2 separate regions of the Mus musculus genome follow, and region 2 is linked to region 1. A link is a contact called in public promoter capture Hi-C data. All regions are on one chromosome and are shown on one strand. The core of a region is the stretch at or near the end of the contact, and the rest is flanking DNA. Distances in the headings are between cores, read along the strand shown. Region 1 holds the start of Cyp2a22 (cytochrome P450, family 2, subfamily a, polypeptide 22). Region 2 overlaps Cyp2f2 (cytochrome P450, family 2, subfamily f, polypeptide 2).

Region 1 (2,700 bases), core at 174-2,673:
ACACACACAAATAAATAAATAAATAAATAAATAAATAAATAAATAAATAAAGAGATGTTGGATATTTCGGTTTGGGTTTTGAGACAGAATTTCTCTTTGTAACAAGCGCTAGCTATCCTAGACTTGCTTTGTAGACCAGACTGGCCTTGAACTCAGAGATCCACCTGCCTCTGCCTCCTGAGTGTTGGGATTAAAGGTGTGTGATACCACACACAGAAATGTTGAATTTTTTTTTAAAAGAAATTCAGCAACATAAGATCAGCATGGTTATTTGCTCCTCCTCTTCTTATAGCTTCAGTATTCCAGGGTCAGCCTATGCTCTCCACACTGGTGTTGTCCTAAATTTCTGTCATAAATCTTCCCTTTGTCTACTAAGAACAGGCTCTGAAAAACCAAGAAATGCTGCTTTTAAAAATCTTATGCACCTTCAAAGGGAACTTTCACTTCACATGCACCCACTGTGCACAGCTTGTATGGCAATTAAGATACAGGATGCCCACAGACTTGGATTCGGGAGCTTGACCCAAAGGTCTTTCACCAATGTGCTCCATGCTTGCCCTGTGTCCTGTGGTAAACATGGATACTAATTACAGAAGTCACCTGTATCACAGTGAGCTACCATAAGGGTCTTAATGGGAACTCAGTAGGAGTCTTTGCCAATTAGAAGCCTTCTGACAACTGGGGTTTCCCAATATTCAAGCTGTTATTTCACAAAACTTCTATAAGTCCTTCACTAACATTATGAGTTATTCTCCTCTAGTCTGTGAAAAGATCTGATAAAATATACCTGTGGTTTTCTACCCTTTTCCAAGCCATGCATAGGCAGGGAAAGTTGCTCACCCTAACCTGAAGTTGAGGATCCTTTTAGAACTCTGTGCACCCATTAGTGGTGGCACATGCCTTTAATCCCAGTGCTCAGCAGGCAGAGGCAAAGGGATCGCTGTGAGTTCAAGGCCAAACTGGTCTACAGAGTGAGTTCTAGGATAGCCAGAGAAACTCTGTCTGTAAGAGAAAGAAAGAAGAAGGGAAGGAAGAAAGGAAGGAAGAAAGGAAGGAAGGAAGGGAGGGAGGGAGGGAGGGAGGGAGGAAGGGAAGGAGGGAGGGAGGGAGGGAGGAAGGGAAGGAGGGAGGGAGGGAGGGAGGAAGGGAGGGAGGGAGATAGTGGGAAGGGGTGACCGGGAGGGAGGCAATGAGCCTCTCGAAGGGGCACCACAACCCAGCAAGGCTTTAAGCATTTCAAATTAAGCCTAGCACCCAGAGGTCTTCCTCTTTGCCCATGTTGTGGGTGTTGCAACACAGACAGAGTCCATGTAAGGAGATAGAATTGCAATCCAAAAGACTCAACTAGGTAAATAGGAGCAAAGGCCATCTTCTGCCCATTCTGTCCCTGGGCGTATAAAGGTAGAATCTCAGCCTTGGCTATCAGCCTGTCAGTCCTCACTGGCCATCATGCTGGGCTCAGGGCTGCTCCTCGTAGCCATACTGGCCTTCCTGAGTGTGATGGTCTTGGTGTCTGTCTGGCAGCAGAAAATCAGGGGGAAGTTGCCCCCAGGACCCATTCCTTTGCCTTTCATTGGAAATTACCTGCAACTGAATAGAAAAGATGTATACAGCTCCATCACACAGGTATCACTGGATGAAGGGATGGATGGGACATGGGACACAGACAAGAGTCTGTGTGATTGCAGACGTTTTGTGTCAGAAAATTCACAGAATAATCCAAAGTCTCTTACTAGTGGGGTTTAGAAGGCTCTGGAGCTATTTCAAGACTTTGGTTTGTTTTCTGTTTGTTTGTTTGTTTGTTTGTTTTCAAGCATTTCTTTGTAGGATATCACATAATCTGACCTCTGTACTGGTCCAGTTAAGTGAGTAAGTCCTCTAACAGCCCCTATTTCCCCCACATCAGCTCCAAGAGCACTATGGCCCTGTGTTCACCATCCACCTTGGGCCTCGCCGGGTTGTGGTGCTATATGGATACGATGCAGTCAAAGAGGCTTTGGAGGACAACGCTGAGGAGTTCAGTGGACGAGGCGAACAGGCCACCTTTAATACACTCTTCAAAGGCTATGGTGAGGAGGATCTGAAATCTGTGATTGTAGACAGACTTTTTTTTTTTTTTTTTTTTCTTCGAGACAGGGTTTCTCTGTGTAGCCCTGGCTGTCCTGGAACTCACTCTGTAGACCAGGCTGGCCTCGAACTCAGAAATCCACCTGCCTCTGCCTCCCGAGTGCTGGGATTAAAGGCGTGCGCCACCACGCCCGGCTGTAGACAGACTTTTGCTACTTTGTGGGCTCTTCTTTCTTCCACCCTTCACCCTCTTTGCCTATTAACCTTCTAACACTAGGCAGGAGAGAAAAAGAGAGAGAGATGAACAGGAACAAATTTAGCAGATTTTTTTTAATTAGGTATTTTCTTCATTTACATTTCCAATGCAGGGTCTGTTTTTGTATATTCTGTGTTCTTTCCATCTCTATCCATCTGTCTCTCTTCTTTTCTCTTAGAAGCCTTTTCCAGTGTGGACCTGGTCCTTCCTTAGCCTCAGTCTACTTCTCTCCAACCCTCATGTTTTTATCTTTACAGGTGTGACATTCAGCAATGGGGAACGAGCCAAACAACTCAGACGCTTCTCCATAGCCACACTGAAGGATTTCGGCTTGGGCAAGCGAGGTATGGAGGAGCGCATCCAGGAGGAGGCAGGCT
Region 2 (2,700 bases), core at 88-2,587, 190 kb before region 1:
AGGAGAAGGGAGGAGGTAATGTAGAGGGGACATTGCTGCCCGTGTACCTTGCACTTTGGGGTATTTCATAAGAATAAGGAAGGCGTGACGCAGTGTGGTGCCCACGGTTTCTGTGCCACCGAAGAGCAGGTTGTGTGTGGTCATCAGCAGGGTATCCATATTGAAGTGGCTCAGTGGGTCTTGCTTCTCCTGTGGTTGAAGGATGGTACTATGAGTCAGGGACTGGGAGAAGCTTATACTTCGGAGCCTCTGTGATCCACTCAACTGCTACCGTCACTAGTCGCTGGCTCTGTCCCTCTCTTGAGCTAACTTTTTTTTTTTTTTTTTTTTTTTTTTTTGGTGGGAGCCGGGTAGTGTGAAGGGAGAGAGAAAAAGTGACAAGGCCCAAGGTGAACAATTTGGCCAACCACAACGGCTTAATAATTTGTTAATTGGTAGTCGCTTTGGGCAGCTGTCCAGCAGGGCCAGGTGCCACAGCTTCAGGACTCTACCCAAACTGAGATCTGTGCACGTTTGAGGCGGGGAGCGGGAGGGGGCAGCAGGAGGGCTTCACACCAGCCTAGAGGGAGAATCTTCATCCTACAGCTACCTGTGCCATCTTTGTGAGGAAGCAGTCGATGAAGTCCCGGGGAGAGTTGGGGTCCAGGGAATCCTGGTGTTCGCGGACGCTGCGGGCAATGAGATCTTTCATGCCTCCAAAGTTCCGGAACAAGCGTTTGTGTGGCCCAGGTATCCAATCAAGGACACTTGGGAAGATGTTGTACATCTGGGGACCAGAGTTGGAGAGGCTTCGTGAAGCAAGCTTGGGGGTTGATGGATAGGCTAAGCAAAGCAAACTTAAATCAACTCTGACCTGGTCTTGTCATGGGCAGCCAAGTTCTGCAAGGGTGGAACGAGAGTGGGAGGGAGGGGGGCAGGACAGAGGAGGATGGGTGGACCGTGTAACTGGGGGTGGGGTTTTAAGGAGGAGTTCTTTCTATTTTGTCTAGCTTGGTCAGGAACTTGTGGCAATCCTCTCCCCTCGGCCTCCTTAGTATGGGGTTTATAGGCATGTATCTCATCACTGGCCCCTGGTACATTTTTGGACCCTGTGGACCCATGATCCCATCTGGTTGACCTCCGAGTGCTTACCTCGCCCCAAGGGCTGCTCATAATCTTGAAGTTGTCATTGATAAAGTGGATGATGGTGAGCAGACGCTCATCGTCATAGTCGAAGCGACTTCCGAAGACGACAGAGCAGATAATGTTGGACACAGAGCGGCTCAGGATAAACACGGGGTCAAAGGGCTTGCCTGAGGTGGAGAGATGAAGTAGGTCAGTGTGAAGCTCTGCCAATACAACATGTGCCAGATGGAGTGCTCCCACGATTCCTGCTTGCTCAGAATTCACCCACCGTGAGACAGCACCTCACAGTCCAGAATGCTCTCACGAGGCCACGCAATGTGCAATATGACAGGCCACGCAATGTGTGATATGACAATACTCCTAAATAATTTGGCAATGTCATGTACAACAAAACTCTTGCAGAACAAGAATACATTACACTGCCCACAGCACGGCACACAGGTATCATAGCCAACAGCTGCCCACAAAATCACCAGTGAGTACAGCCAAAGAGTCCTAAGGGTGGTTAGCACCTGTAACCCCTGCTGAGGCAGGATGGTTGCCTCAAGTTTGAGGTCAGCCTGGGTTATAAGGCTCAAAACTGTCTCAAAATCAGACAGCTAGGGACCAGAGGGCTTCCTCAGGCTATTAATGATTGCCTATAACTCCAGGAGATCTGACCTTCCTTATGACCTTGGCAGGCACCCCTGAACACTCTGCATGCCACAAACACATATGCATACAAGTAAACCCTAAATTAATAAAAAAAATAGACATTTGTTTATAGTGGTTGACCTCTGCAATCTCAGCACTTGGGAGGCAGAGGGTAGGGATCAGGAGTTCCAGGTTATTCTTGGTTGCATAGAGAGTTTGAGACCACCCAGGGCTATGAGAGACTTTGTCTCAATGAAAGAAACCAAACCAAACCTCATAAACCAACCAAGCACAAAATATGCCAGTACAGACAGCCCAGGGACATCCCAAGGCGCAGTCGCAATGTACCACCTCATGGTGTCAGTATACTCCAACATCCGGCTGCCAACATACAGCAGTAACTCACAGCAACTCATAGGATAGTGCAGAACACACTGTAGTATCCTGGCAGCAGAAGAGGTGATGCATAGTAAGTTAACATTGGGGTGCAGCAGACTCACAGTGAAGTGTCATACACAATGCCAGAGGACAACTTTACCTCAGGATAGACCACAAACATATTGTCTAACCTCTTATCATTCAACAGCCAAACACACTATAGGATACAATAAAAGCAACAAATGCTAGGTCAGGTGGTGCAGGAGGCCTGTAATCCCAGCACTTGGGAGACTGAGGCAGGAGGCTCATTGTGAGTTCCAGGCCAGCCTGGGCTACAGAGTTTCTGTTATGAAAACAAACAAACAAAACTCACATTTCAACACAACATTTAAGGTGTAAGAGCAGAAAGTCCAGAAAACAGTTTCTGGAGGTAGGACTTTGCTTTGATTCTAGTGTGGGCTCTTAGTCTCCATGTTTTTTTTTTTTTTTTTTTTTTTTTTAAATCTGAACCTCAGTTCCCATCCATAAAATGGGCGTGGTGATAGACTCCTCCTCATGGAGCTC

The links. Promoter capture Hi-C pulls out the DNA fragments that hold promoters and counts their contacts.
Region 2: a promoter capture Hi-C map of liver shows a contact between it and region 1, with 3 times the contacts expected there. The contact joins the enhancer-like site here to the promoter of Cyp2a22 in region 1. A contact is called at or near these places in 3 of 39 promoter capture datasets (the 3T3-L1 cell line and liver), 1 of 484 Hi-C or Micro-C datasets (liver) and 1 of 9 other capture datasets (embryonic stem cells).

The regions. Positions count from the first base shown.
Region 1 is chr7:26,938,109-26,940,808 of GRCm38.p6, reverse strand. It overlaps Cyp2a22 (cytochrome P450, family 2, subfamily a, polypeptide 22), which reads left to right and starts at 1,423. Exons shown (of 9, transcript NM_001101467.1): 1 at 1,423-1,626; 2 at 1,907-2,069; 3 at 2,581-2,700. The coding sequence starts at 1,450.
Region 2 is chr7:27,127,783-27,130,482 of GRCm38.p6, reverse strand. It overlaps Cyp2f2 (cytochrome P450, family 2, subfamily f, polypeptide 2), which reads right to left. Exons shown (of 10, transcript NM_007817.2): 5 at 1,132-1,292; 6 at 590-766; 7 at 48-189. Among named protein-coding and RNA genes, the nearest start is that of Cyp2f2, 9.2 kb to the right of the region's middle. Within about 2 kb of position 1,337, at least 6 of the 459 cell types and tissues checked have an H3K27ac peak or open chromatin away from gene starts, as enhancers often do. A contact at or near this core is called in liver, where this site is marked.